Linked DNA regions of Mus musculus: all the other regions are linked to region 1. Evidence: chromatin contacts called from public Hi-C, HiChIP or PLAC-seq and promoter capture Hi-C data. All regions are on one chromosome and are shown on one strand. Each heading gives the region's core, a stretch centred on a gene start, on an enhancer-like site or on the middle of the called end of the contact. The rest is flanking DNA. Distances are from core to core; before and after follow the strand shown.

The links. Promoter capture Hi-C pulls out the DNA fragments that hold promoters and counts their contacts. Hi-C and Micro-C count contacts between places; a contact is called where the count stands out from the background. HiChIP or PLAC-seq counts read pairs in DNA pulled down with a chosen protein or histone mark. Capture Hi-C pulls out chosen DNA fragments and counts their contacts.
Region 2: a Hi-C map of muscle stem cells shows a contact between it and region 1, with 5 times the contacts expected there. The contact joins the promoter of Suclg1 here to the promoter of Rmnd5a in region 1. A contact is called at or near these places in 1 of 484 Hi-C or Micro-C datasets (muscle stem cells) and 1 of 115 datasets of contacts at active chromatin or transcription factors (astrocytes).
Region 3: a contact with region 1 is called in a promoter capture Hi-C map of pre-B cells, with 6 times the contacts expected there. The contact joins the promoter of Kcmf1 here to the promoter of Rmnd5a in region 1. A contact is called at or near these places in 1 of 39 promoter capture datasets (pre-B cells) and 4 of 115 datasets of contacts at active chromatin or transcription factors (astrocytes, cardiomyocytes, microglia and 1 more).
Region 4: a contact with region 1 is called in an H3K27ac HiChIP or PLAC-seq map of thymic regulatory T cells, with 6 times the contacts expected there. The contact joins the promoter of Tgoln1 here to the promoter of Rmnd5a in region 1. A contact is called at or near these places in 2 of 39 promoter capture datasets (neutrophils and pre-B cells), 4 of 115 datasets of contacts at active chromatin or transcription factors (double positive thymocytes, fetal liver, regulatory T cells and 1 more) and 1 of 9 other capture datasets (liver).
Region 5: a promoter capture Hi-C map of liver shows a contact between it and region 1, with 2.2 times the contacts expected there. The contact joins the promoter of Elmod3 here to the promoter of Rmnd5a in region 1. A contact is called at or near these places in 2 of 39 promoter capture datasets (neutrophils and pre-B cells), 2 of 115 datasets of contacts at active chromatin or transcription factors (astrocytes and fetal liver) and 1 of 9 other capture datasets (liver).

Annotation. Positions count from the first base shown.
Region 1 is chr6:71,439,374-71,441,915 of GRCm38.p6, reverse strand. Rmnd5a (required for meiotic nuclear division 5 homolog A) reads left to right here and starts at 1,279. Exons shown (of 9, transcript NM_024288.2): 1 at 1,279-1,918. The coding sequence starts at 1,777.
Region 2 is chr6:73,247,232-73,249,773 of GRCm38.p6, reverse strand. Suclg1 (succinate-CoA ligase, GDP-forming, alpha subunit) reads right to left here and starts at 1,269. Exons shown (of 9, transcript NM_019879.3): 1 at 1,021-1,269. The coding sequence starts at 1,117. It overlaps Gm38834 (a long non-coding RNA gene), which reads right to left and starts at 1,011. Exons shown (of 2, transcript XR_869182.3): 1 at 391-1,011.
Region 3 is chr6:72,898,700-72,901,241 of GRCm38.p6, reverse strand. Kcmf1 (potassium channel modulatory factor 1) reads left to right here and starts at 1,263. Exons shown (of 7, transcript NM_019715.2): 1 at 1,263-1,628. The coding sequence starts at 1,613.
Region 4 is chr6:72,615,730-72,618,271 of GRCm38.p6, reverse strand. Tgoln1 (trans-golgi network protein) reads left to right here and starts at 1,272. Exons shown (of 4, transcript NM_009443.3): 1 at 1,272-1,595; 2 at 1,823-2,542. The coding sequence starts at 1,550.
Region 5 is chr6:72,597,141-72,599,682 of GRCm38.p6, reverse strand. Elmod3 (ELMO/CED-12 domain containing 3) reads left to right here and starts at 1,270. Exons shown (of 12, transcript NM_001253692.1): 1 at 1,270-1,361. Retsat (retinol saturase (all trans retinol 13,14 reductase)) reads right to left here and starts at 1,081. Exons shown (of 11, transcript NM_026159.5): 1 at 887-1,081. The coding sequence starts at 1,055.

The sequences.
Region 1 (2,542 bases), core at 30-2,529:
GATGAGGGACAGAAAGGAGCCCTGAAATACCATCAGCTGAACTTCCAAATATCCAGGACCACTAAAGGCCATCATATATAACCACCCGCCCACTAGCTGCCACATTATAAAAACGGAAATTGAACTTTAAAAAGGTTACCACCTGAATTAAAGGAAAAGAAAGACTGTCCACCAGGGTGCTGGCTGTGTTCTAGAAACAAACAGGCCACAACAAAAGGGGTTACCCTTCATAGTATTACTTAAGTGGTGCAACCAAAACAAGCAAAACTCCAAACAATTATTATTTTAGACTTTGACAAGTGATGTGTGAGAGAAAAAAAAAATTGTGCTGTAAGAGATACAATGAATTGATGGAGAAAATTCGGGGAGGCAGAGGTGATACAACCATGGTGGAAGTAGGAATGCTATGAGCAGGCAAGCAAGCTGGCAACTGCAGGCCCAGGAAGGCGGACTCTCCCAGGCCCAGGCTGTGAGGCAGGGACTTGACGAAAAGCTAGTAGGGTAGAAGCCTGGTGAGCAAGAGGGCACAGGCCAAGGCCAGAACCCCGTGGTAAACCAGGGCAAAAGCCCTACGCCAAGGTAAGGGCAAGGAGCAAGGGCCAGGTTGCTCAGCTCGCCCACGCGTGTTCGTGACCGCCGCCAAGATGCCCAGCACGTGGACAAGGCGACAGGGAAGGCCACTTGCAGGCCGAGGGGCGTCAAGAACGAGCCAACGCTGGGCGCGGGCCATCCCTCTAAGAGCTACCACCTTCCATCGGGTTAGTGACCCCGCCCGGGCCCTCCGCCACTAGGCGGCCAGACAGACATCCTTTGGCCCCGGAGGTGGGCCTCTCAGTCGAAACTCCGGCCAAAATTCCATGCGGAGAAAACACAAATTGCAATCAGGGCGAAATCCTGGAGAAAACAGCCCCGTTAATTGCTGTCATGTTTCCCCTCGCGGCTTCCCAGTAGAAGCGCCAAGCTCCGCTCTTCAAGCCAACCCCCCTCCAACAGCGAGCGCATTGGTTTGGCTCCTCAGTCTGGATTGGCTGAAGTTTTACGCCTCGGCCCAGGATTGGAGGATGTTTGTCTCGCTCCTAACCCCCGCGTCGATTGGTCACTCTTCTGCTTCTGGGCGGAGCATCCGGGGACGGTTTCCACCCTCTTGTTTACCGGCCGCGTAGTTGACGCTATCGCTAAAGTTCCCTGTTCAGCTGCGCGGGCCAATTGCGTCGCTCGCCCCGCCCTCGCCCCGCCCTCGCCGCGCTCCCTCACGGCCTCCCGCGTGGTACGGCCCACACCTTCAGAACGCCCGCGCGCCCTCCGCCCGTGCTCGCCCGCTGCTTCCCCCTGACCCCTCGCCGAGTCCGCGATTGGTACGGCCCGCGCCGCCTCCTCCGCTCGTGAGGGAGGCTCGACCCCCTCCCGGGCCGCGGCTATTGGTGCCGCCCGGGAGAACCAGGTCATCGGCCGGTTCCCGTGAAAACAAAAACAATCGGCGGCGCCGCCGAGGGGCGGCCGAACGCGGCGAGCCAGGGGGGCCCGGGGCGAGACGCGGCGCCGGGTAGGGCGGGCGAGCGAGCGCGAGCGGCGGGGCCGGGGCGCCATGGGGCGGGAGGGCACAGGCTGCGCGGGGCTCCCCCGGCGCCGCGGCTAGCGCGCCCGTCTTGCCTTCGCCTCCCGCGCCGCCCGCTCGCCGCCTTGGGGGAGGAGGAGCAGGACGCGGCCTCGGTGGGGCCCGGGCCGAACCACTGCGGACCCCCGGGCGCCGGGGAGCCGAGCGCCGCGGTCTCCGGCATGGATCAGTGCGTGACGGTGGAGCGCGAGCTGGAGAAGGTGCTGCACAAGTTCTCGGGCTACGGGCAGCTGTGCGAGCGGGGCCTGGAGGAGCTCATCGACTACACCGGCGGCCTCAAGCACGAGATCCTGCAGAGCCACGGTGAGGGCGGGCGCGTGGGCGCGCGGGGGTCGGGGCCCTGCGCTGCGTCTGCTGGTCCCCAGGCCGCGGCGACCCGCCCGGAAACGCGGTGGCCTGGGGCGGGGCTGGGGGTCTTGCGGGGTCCTGCGGGCCGCAGGTGTGCGAGTGATAACGAGGGTCTGCGCAGGACTTTGTCTAGTTTTCGGCCTCGCAGACTTTTCTCCCTGATGGTTCTTAGTTTAACGTTCTTAGCTGTGGGTTGGTTTCTACATCATCGGCTGCTGCAACTTCAGAGTTGGACTGATGTGGGCAGGCAGTTCTTCTAAACTCTTCCTAGGAAGCCGGCCGATTTAAACCATTCAGCGTCCCTGCTGTAGCCTCTGTACAGTCCGACCGGGCAGATGTCGAGTTGCTAGTTACTTACCTAGTCCAGTTTGTACTTGTTAATAATCCTTTCAGAAAACAGCTTTTCCGTAGAAGGTGTTTTGCCTACGTTATTTCATCAGTGGCCCTACGTCTTGTACCACAGATGCCAAGGCTAACTCTGAGAAAGAGTTTTGTGTTTTAAAAATAACACTAAAGGTCTGGTACCTTGGAGCCACAATGCTGACTCTTTCTGAATGAGAGATAAAGGACTTGTAATAT
Region 2 (2,542 bases), core at 20-2,519, 1.8 Mb before region 1:
ACTCATCACAGTTTTAATCGGCAATCATTTCTCCTGTTAGTGATAGGCAGGACAATGCTCTGCTTCACAAACCAAGCTATTACTTGAGAGATGTTTGTTTGTTTGTTTGTTTAGTAGGCTTTTGTTTGTTTCATTTCGTTTTGTTTTCAAGACAGGGTTTCTCTGTGTAACAGCTGTGGCTCTCTTGGGACTCATTTTGTAGACCAGGCTGGCCTCGAACTCACAAAGACCCGCATACCTGCCTCTGCCTCCCAAATGCAGGAATTAAATGTGTGGGCCACCACATCCATCGAGAAATCACTTTTTAAAAAAAGACTATTATACACATACGAATGATTGGCCAGACTTCAAAAACGACATGACCGGTTCCCAAGCTGTTTCCTATCGTACCTAACACAGAGACTTTGAACGCAGCACTACTTTTCAAGAGTCAGCATTGCAGGATAGCAACCCTGGGAGATTGGTTCTCAGAAACTGAGGTGTTCATTGGAGTCTCGTAAAGAGCGACACATCATTGGTCAGCTTCCAAGCTCCTACGGGGCCACGTTGACTCTGGGTGCAGAAACCACCTTTCCGTTGGCCCTACCACTTCAACAGAACGGTCAACTCCAAGTGCAGAATCTTTCGGGACAAATTACAACCTCTTCAACCCGGGGGCTCACACTCCCAGCAGAGTTCATCCTGGACCTCTTTAGCCTTGGCTCCAAGTAAGGGCCAGCCCAGAGGCCACCTCCACCTCACCCCCCCCCCCCCGCCTCCACACACACACACCCCGTCACCGAGGGAACTAGGATATTGTTGCCGTGTCTGCAGGGCGCCCTGCGAAGTGCATCGGCCGATCCACGACCCCATCGGACAAAGCCCCCTCCACCCCCGAGGTCTGCCACTGGCGTTTGGACCGGTGGCTCCCTCGCCCCTTCCGAGGGCCCGCCCGGAAGAGCCCGGACACCGCCGGGGCCAGAATCAGGAACCCGAGGTCTACGCAAGCATGGAGGACAGAGCCGGGCCGGCACGACTCACGGAGGAAGGTGCGCGACAACAGGCGGGCGGCGGCGAGGCCGCTGCTGCTGGAGACCATGGTTGCAGTGGCAGCCGCAGCAACTACTGTTGCGGTCATCCCCCAATGACACTCTCAGGACCCCGGGACCTTGGCATGGGCTCAGGCTCGCGCAGAAAGGTGTCTAGAGGAGTAGCCTGAATATCTTACGCTCCTCGGAGTCTCTTCTCAAACAGTGAACGTTACAAGTGGAAAAGAACAAGAAGGATGACGTTTGAAAAGCAAACAATAGCTCTGTTCTTTAGTAGATGTGGGCTTGGGTAACCATAAACATAACGGCAATGTGTGGGACAGCCCATGAGAGGCCCGGCCGGCGCGTGGTGTTGTGGGAAATGTATTTTTTTTCCGAGTAAGCAGCGTGCTGAAAGGGAAGGGGTTGGAAGCGATTTAAACTCCGGCGTGGGCGCCCAGGAAAAGCCGTGACAAACGCTGAGGGGAGGCGCCGGCAGCAATGCTATGTGCCAGACCGTGATCCTGCACTTTGTTTTTTTCTGACCTGTTACAGAGAAGATTGTACTCCTCTTGTCCTCCCTGTACGGTTCCGGAAATTATCCGCACTAGTGGCCGGCAAAAGAAAAAAGGAAAAGTGACCAAATACTTAAAATTAAAAAGCCCCTTAGCTGACAGTTTCCTGAAGCAGGAATCTCTTTATTAAACAAACTGGCGCACTGCCTTCGACTAATGCTAATTATTTACTAATGCTAATTATGCCTCTTTCTAAAATCCTAAGGACTACAACTCGAGATCAAATAGGATTTGTGCCCAATTGGAACAAATTATTCACTCCACTCTTTTAAAACCTTAGCAAGTCCTTGAGCCAAAGCACCACGTTTCTTGTCTAAAACCGCGTTCCTAAGATTCCTTATCAGTATAATCAATAAAGTTATTTTAGCTCAGTAAGGTCGTCATTATAATTCGCACCATTCTCATGTGTACTTGTCTTGTAGATCCTGCCCTTGTGGTAAAGTTAAATATCAGTGCTTTCCAAATAGGTCCAGTGTGAACATTTTTTTAAAGATTTATTTATTTACTTATTATGTACAGTGTTCTGTCTGCAGTATGTCTGTGAGCCAGAAGAGGGCACCAGATCTCATTACACTTGGTTGTGAGCCACCATGTGGTGGCTGGGAATTGAACTCATGGACCTCTGAAAGAACAACCAGTGTTCTTAACCTCTGAGCCATCTCTCCAGCCCGCGAACAATGGTTTTAAGGAGGAAATTTTTCACTGAATCTTTACTTAATAATTAAGCATTTTGTTTCATTTATTTAACAAAATGTGTAATACATAGTATATATAACATATAGTATAGATTGTAAATATGTGTGTGTGTACACTATATTGACAACATTATGCTGATTGGACCAAGTGAGTAGTGGATAGCAGCCAGTTTGAATTCATGGGTAACACGTAAATTCAACCAAAATTCAAGAACCTTCTAACTCAGTGAAATTCTTAGGAGTGCAGTGGTTTGGGGCATGCAGA
Region 3 (2,542 bases), core at 14-2,513, 1.5 Mb before region 1:
GTTATCTAGTCCTCATTTAAACCCAAATTAGGTGGGGGTGTGGTGGAAGATGCCTTTCGTTCCAGCCCCTGGGAGATGGGAAGGTCAGAATCAGCTACTTGAGCAATTCAAGGACTGCCTCGGGCTATCTGAGGTCATGCCTCAAAACCACCCCCAATTTAATTACAGCTAGTTTCTTGGGTAGACAGGGATGACCTACTATGTAGTCTCTCGGATTAAGCCTTTTAGTATTTTCAAAACCAGACATATCTTAAATCATATTCAATAAAATATTGTAACAAATAGGGTCCTTCCTTTGCTACTCTACACGTCGAATCTTGGTACTGTATCTCTCCTGCATCTATTGATATGCTTGCCCTTTTTGAAAGTCACAGAAGCTAAGGCAACCAACGCTTTGTCCAGGTCCCACAGTCGGTGGAGGGTGGGCAAATTAGGAAAATCGCCAAAGCAAGCAGTACCTTGGACCCTAGTTTCAGTAAACTTAGCTGGGAACTTTGTCCAATCTCGAGACTACCAAGGCAAAATTAACCACCCAAAGCGAACCAATTTAGAGCGAAGGCTCAGCAAGGTTAAGTCACTTGTTCAAGGTTACACCGAGCATATCAGAACCAGAATCCCAGGGCTGAACACGTCTTAACTCCAGGGCGCGATCTGTTCTACCTGCGCCACGCCACCACTGACACGTGGTCAGGGGTAGTCTCAAGTGTTTGTCGAGTTAGCAATGCCTGAAGAGAAAGTAGCCTGTAAGGAGCCTGGGTGGAGGGAAAGACCTGCACACACAGCCGGAAGCAAAGTACCCCCGAAGCCCACCAAGTTTTTCCCGCAGCGCATTCGAGCGGGCGGCCGAGCCGGCTCGCTAGGCCTCGGCCTCCCCCTGGGTCTGGGGACCCGCGAGCCCCGGAGGCCCGACTGCCATTCCCTTCTGGGTCCCCGGCTTTCAAAGCAGCACACAAACACACACACGTCCCCGGGACGTCTGCGATGGCCCGGCCGCCGCGCGCCCAGGCGCTGGGGAGCCACGTCGGGGGCGTTTCGCGTCCTCGTCCTCCCCACGCGCAGCGTGGCGGGCCGCGGCTGGGCTCGGGTGCCTGCGGGACCGCGGCAGGACCGCCGCCAAGCACGGTCGCCCGCCGGCCGCGGGGCCTCAGGGCGGCGAGAGGCGGGGCGGGCGTGCGGGCGGAAGGAGGCGGAAGAGGAGGAAGAGGAGGAGGAGGAGGCGGCGGCCGGAGCCGGGAGACGGACGGGCGGGGGGCGGGCCGGGGGAGGGGACGAGCGGGATTTGCGGACGCCGCGCCGCTGCCGGGAGCCGGCGGGGGCCCGAGAGTGACCGAGTCACGGCGGGCGCCGGCGGAGCCGCGGCCGCGTCGGACCCGCCTCCTGGAGGAGCTCAGCCCCGGCCAGGCCCGGCCCCATTCCCGCCCCGCGCCGCCTCCCCGCCGCCGCCGCCGCCGCCGCCGCGGGAGCGCTCCCCTGCCCACCCCGCCCCCGCGGCCGAGCCCGGGAGTCGAGTGGGAGTCGGCCGGCCGGGCGCGGGCAGCGCCGGGAGCCCGCGGTGGGGGCACACTGCAGCCGGGAGCCCGGGAGGGGCCGCGCCGCCAGCGTCTGAACTAGGATGTCCCGACATGAAGGTGAGAGCCGAGCCCCCGCCCCCACCGCTTGGGCCTCGGCCTACCCCGCCCGAAGTCCGGGCGCCGCCGAGGGCAGCGGGGCACCGGCGGGGACGCGGGCCGGGCCCGAGTCGCGGGGCTGGGGAACCCGAGGCCACCGCGGCCCGAAGAGCGAGCGGGAGCGGCGGCCGCAACCGTGGCTTGCGGCCGCGGCCCTGAGCTGGGCCTGGAGCCGGAGGCGGGGCGGCCGGGCGGCCGGAGGCTTTGCACTGTCATGGGGCGGGAGAGGGGGAGGGGAAGCGGCGGGGCCCGTTACCGGCGGGAGCCTGGCCCTCGGGACACATACCGGACGCCGAGGCCCGGCCGGCCCGCCCGGGGGAACCGCGGGGCCCCGGCGCGGCCTAGCTGCGGCGGCTCCCGGAAGAGCCGGGCGCCGTGGCCGAGCCGGGTCTCGGGCGTGCGGCCGCGACAAGGGGGAGCGGGGTCCGGGCCCCGCGGGCGCGTCCGGTCTCTGGGAGACCGCGGGCGAGCGACGGCCCCGCCTGAGGGCCGCGGCCGTGCGGGCGGGAAGACGCCGCGGCTCGGGCTCGGGCAGCCCTCTGTGACTGGAGCTCGCCCGGCCTCGCGGTAGGCCTCTGCGCGTCCCTGGGCTCGGGTAAGCCAAGTTCCCGGGGCGGATCCAGCCCGGCCGCGGTGAGCAAACTCCCTGCTCCGTCACCTCGCCGGAGCGGAACTTGCTCCCGGCCGGTCCCGGGCCCTCACCCGCGTGCGCTGCCCACCGAAGCAGGCTTCCAGTCGGGGGGCGTTTGGACTTCCGCGGTGCCCTGTGGAAACACGCTGGGGTTCTGTGGTTAAGAATCAGACCACTCGCGTCCCAGCCCCACGGCACAAAGGCACAAGTGTTTTCAGGCCGATGGATGGGCGATGAACTGGCG
Region 4 (2,542 bases), core at 23-2,522, 1.2 Mb before region 1:
TTCTCTGTGTAACCCTGGCTATCCTGGAACTCACTCTGTAGATCAGGCTGGCCTGATTCAGAGATTTGCCTGCCTCTGCCTCCTGTGTGCTGGGACTAATGTTGTGTCCCACCATCACCTGGCTCTCTAAAAAAAGTTTTTTTAAGTATATTTCTTTTAAAATTCTATTTTGTTGTTTGCATTATAAGAATGTGTTGCTTGGGCTGGAGTGATAACTCAGCAGTTAAGAGCACCACTGACTGCTCTTCCAGAGGTACTGAGCTCAAATCCCAGCAACCATATGGTGGCTCACAATCATCTGTAACAAGACCTGATTCCCTCTTCCAGTGTCTGGTGACAGCTACAGTGTACTCACATATAATAAATAAAATAAACCTTAAAAAAAAAAAAAAGAATGTGTTGCTTGTGTGGTGTGGTGGTGCATGTCTTTAACCCCAGCACTCAAGAGGCAGAGGTAGGTGGATCTCTGTGATTGCAAGGCTAGCCTGGTCTACAGAGCGAGTTCTGTTAAACAGAAGAACCCTGTCTTGGAAAGAAAAAGAATATATATGTGGTGAATGAGACAAGAGTGTTTGTCTAGTGTGCATAGAACCACGATTTGATTGCTAGTACCACATAAATTGGAGACACAAGCCAGTAGTCCAGTAGGAAGATCAGAAACTCAAGGTCTTCCTGTTTGAGTAACAAAGTACCTTACTTCCTGGATTGGAGAGATGGCTCAGGGCTTGTTGCTCTCCCACAGGAACAGAGTTCAGTTTCCAACACCCACAGAGTTTGAAACGCTTGAAGCTCTAGCTCTAGGGCATCTGATGCCCTCATCTAGCCTCCAAGAGCACCTACACACAGGTGGCAGACACACATACACAAATAAAAATAGTAAATCTTTGATATTTTATTTCTTAAATAAATAAATAGCCCAACAGGGGCGTGGTGAGGCACCTGTAATCCCAAACACTCAGGAGGCAGCAGGTGCCCACATAGCAATATGGTTTCAAACACATAGAAATTCAGAAGAACAAACAAGAAATCAAAAACCTTGGTAAATTCAGAGGGCCCTGGATACAGCCAAGAAAGGGATTAGGATCAGGATGAAATGTGTTTGCTTCTAGATGGGCAAGTGCTGAAGAGAGTACATTTGTTTGTGAAGTGAGAAAGCAGCATCGGCAACGGAGAGGTTGGAAACACGAGCAGAGGATGCGACAAAGAGGCGCCCGGCCCCACGACCCTACATCATAAGCAGCGAAGGCGACGCAGCACCTGCCGGTCGCAACAGCTTCCGAAAAACGAGGCCAAGTGAACAAGAACGAGATCGCCGAGCCCCGCAGACTGCTGAGAAACAGAAGGGACTTGGGGGGGAATAAAGAGCTGGACTTGACTTCCGGCACTCTACCGGAACACACAGACAACGGCTGCTGTCGCCCGGTAGCCCCACCCCTAAGGCGGGGCTGCGCCGGAAGAGAAACAGTCCGCCGGAAAGGGAGGGGCCACGCTCGGGAAAATCTCGTGCGCCGCTCTCACGTCATCAGAGGGCGGAAGCGCAGACTGCAGGATGCGGTTCCAGGTTGCGTTGCTCCTGCTGAGTGTCGCGGTGGCGAGTAAGGACCCCCACCCCAGCCCAGCTCACTCTCCCCTTTAGGTTCCCCATTCCTCACCTTGGTGGGTCGCTACGGGAGCCGGCGTCTTTCTTGTCTGGCCCGACCCTGCTCTAGCCATCTCCGCTTTCCCATTCGGCCATCCCCGCTAGGCTCTCAGAAGTCAAGCCCGCTTCTCTTCTTCCGAGGACTTACTGTTTTTTGTTTTTTGTTTTTTCTGTTTGTTTCAGGAGCTCTGCCGTCCGTTTATAAGAGAGACGCCGACTCAGGTGACTCTCAGAATCCTCCGAATCAGCCTTCCAAACAGTCCTCCACTCCCCTGCCTTCTTCTAACCAGGTAAAGACTACAAGGCCGACCGACGGTCAGGGGCAGAAGTCAGATAAAAAAGACCAGGACAAGACGACTTTGGCAGCAGTTTCCAGTAAGGCGGAATCTGGGCCGCGGACCGCCGCGACCGATCACAGTTTGGGTGATTCCAGAAGGCAGCCCGAGAAAACGGATGCCGAGTTGAACGAAACTGCGCGGCCCCTCTCACCAGTCAACCCCAAACTGGAAAAGTCTGATCAGAGCTCCACAGAAGATTCAGGCAAGCCCACAGGAGGTAATTCTGGCAAGCCCACAGGAGGTGATTCTGGCAAGCCCACAGAAGCTGGTTCGAATAAGGCCACAGAAGATGATTCTGGCAAGTCCACGAAAGTTGATTTGGACAAGCCCACCTCCAAAATCTCCCCAGATACGGAGACTTCGAAGACTGACAAAGTCCAGCCAACTGAAAAAGGACAAAAACCAACACTTACTTCCAAAACTGAATCTGGGGAAACACTGGCAGGGGACTCTGACTTCTCTTTAAAGCCAGAGAAAGGAGATAAGTCTTCAGAGCCTACTGAAGACGTGGAAACCAAGGAGATTGAAGAGGGTGACACAGAGCCGGAAGAAGGCTCACCACTTG
Region 5 (2,542 bases), core at 21-2,520, 1.2 Mb before region 1:
ATAAAATAACTGGGTGTGGTGCCTCTTAGGAAGTAGAGGCACAAGGATCAGGAGTTCAAAGTCAGTCCCCAAAAAATAGTGCAGTTAAGGCTAGCCTAGGCTTGGCTAAAATTTACAAGTCAGAGGCTCCTGGAGGTCAAAGAGGTGATCCTTGTTTGTTTTTTGAAAGTTTTGCATTTGGGGGTTTTGGTTGTTTTGGGGTTTGATGTGTGCATTTAGACAGGGTCTCATTGTGTAGTCCAAACTGGAATTAAATTGTTGCACCACTATGCCCAGCTCCAACACTTCCGTAAAACGTTGAAAGGCAGACATGCTGGTGCATGCTTGTAATCTATCTCATCATGCTGGGGACAGAAGAAGAGGGCTGCTCCGGGTTTGAGCCTGGGCTGCGAAGAGAGTTCAAAGCCAACTCCAGTACAAAAGTGAGACCAGTCTCAAAAACACAAACCTTGGGAGCACTCTACACGTGCTTTAGAGATGGTTCACTGGAGAGTGGAGTTCTTATCCCTAGCCAGTACTGAAATTCCGAAGTTATTATCAAGCTTCAGTTCTATGAACTGGACTACATTTTGCCTGCAACCCGCTTGTTAGGAAAACTTTCAGTGCTGCTTCCCTGTGCCCCCGAGCATGCACAGAAGTATAGGGAAAAGTTGGCTCCAGACCCAAGTAGGGGAAAGGTCTCTTATTCTGTGTAAGCCGTGAGCTGAAAAGATTCCAACTGGCGGGGCTGGAATTTGGCGTGCCAAGGGTAATGCCTGCACCCTTTCAGAAGCAAAGAACACTAAATTATGGAACCTCTGTGTGCAAGAGAAGTTTTCCCAGCACTTTACTAATGGGGAGACATGAGCAGAAGGCCCGAGAGCAGGCCTGAAACCCATCAGTTGACCTTGTTTGAGAACTTTCTTCCTAGCCTCCTTGTCGGTCACCAGGGGTTCAGGCGGTCGCTTGACATCCTCGGCGAAGGGGTTCGGGGAACTTGCAGCGTAAAGGCCCACGTAGACCCTGTGGAGGATCACCAGCAGCAGCACGGCCAGCAGCAGAGCAGTGATCCACATGTTGCTGCCAGGGCTCGGAAGACCGCGTCCTTTCCCCGCTGAGCTCGGCTTTTATAGCTGAGGCCCCGCCCCTCTAGTTCGTCCTTGGAGTAATACCAGACTTGGAGGAGCCGAAGCATTTTGACTCACGCCTGCTCAAAACTGATGAAGATTGTCCATTATGGACCTCCGTATGATCTTTGCAGAGCAGGAGTTCAATTGCCTAATGGGAAATGTAGTTCTAGCGCGAGACAGGCGACACTGCACGGCTGCGCGAAAAGGGGGATGTGGGATCCCCCCCTTACCGGAACGCTGGGGACGCGTCCGGTGAGCAAGGGGTCTGGTGAGGGAGGTGAGGGTGAGGAGGACGATGTCTGGTGGAAATGGTCACCGCGGGACCACAACAAGGATGAAAGTTGCAGGTCTGAGAGAGATCCTGTCTGGGAGGCAGAGAAGACCTGGGTTCTGGTGCCTTTTCCGTGTTGGATTCGCTGGAACCTCGGAGGCAGTTCATTGCTTTCCTCCCCTCTCCTCTTCCAAGCAGTGACAAAGTTTCTGTGCCCACACAGCCTCTGTCTGGGTATCTGAGTTGAGACCTTGTTGAGACCTGCACAGGAGCTCTCCTAAACCTGTGTCAGCCCAGGACTGGCAGCCTCACACCGACGTTATCCCTAGGTGGATTCCCCTAATCGTAACTACTCTATCAGGCTCTCAAAGTGCAAGCCACCTAGGACAAGCCTCAAGAAAGACTAAGTCAAGGATCATCCTGTGTGTTTATTTGCATTTAAGGACGCACCAGCTTCTAAATCAGCTTTTCAGAGAGTTTAAGCTCCAGCAGACAGTCTAGATATCCTACCATCTTAATGTTGCCCTTTGAGGAAAGTAGGTCTGAAATACGTACTTGACTTAAGAGGGATTTGTTTGTATAGGAGGCCCATTTCCTCAGGTACCCACTATCAGGAGGAATGACTTCGTAACTTTGAGTGTTTTGTCCTTGTTTTAGGCCCCAGCGGTGCTCCAGTCCGGTATGTAAAGCAGGTCATGCTTCTATGCTACTTGGTTCGTTTTCCCCACAGTAACAGGAGAGCCTTCCCGAGACTTTGTCAGTCCTACCTGTGACCCTGCCAGGTTATCTGATGTGTGTGTATCTTATGCTGTCATTTAGGCCGAGATGGAAGGAAAGGAAAAGAGAGGTAGATGCTGAGGTTCTGGGGAGGGGGGGGGGGAGCTAGTTCCTGGGGTGTTTCAGGGAGGACGTTACCACCATCCTCTCTAGATCACAGGCAGCCAGGCGTCGAGCCCAAAAGCTGTTTGTTACTGGCAGTCAGTCCTTGGGGAATGTAAATCATAGTCCCCTAGTGGAGGACTGGCTCCGTGGAGGGCCTCCCCACTGACTTAGTCCTCTGAGTCTGTGAAGTATGACTGTCAGTTGTGTGAGAACCATCCACTCTCATTTTCCCCCTCGATATCAGGGGTTGAGCCTCCTTTGCTGCCACTAGGTTACAGTC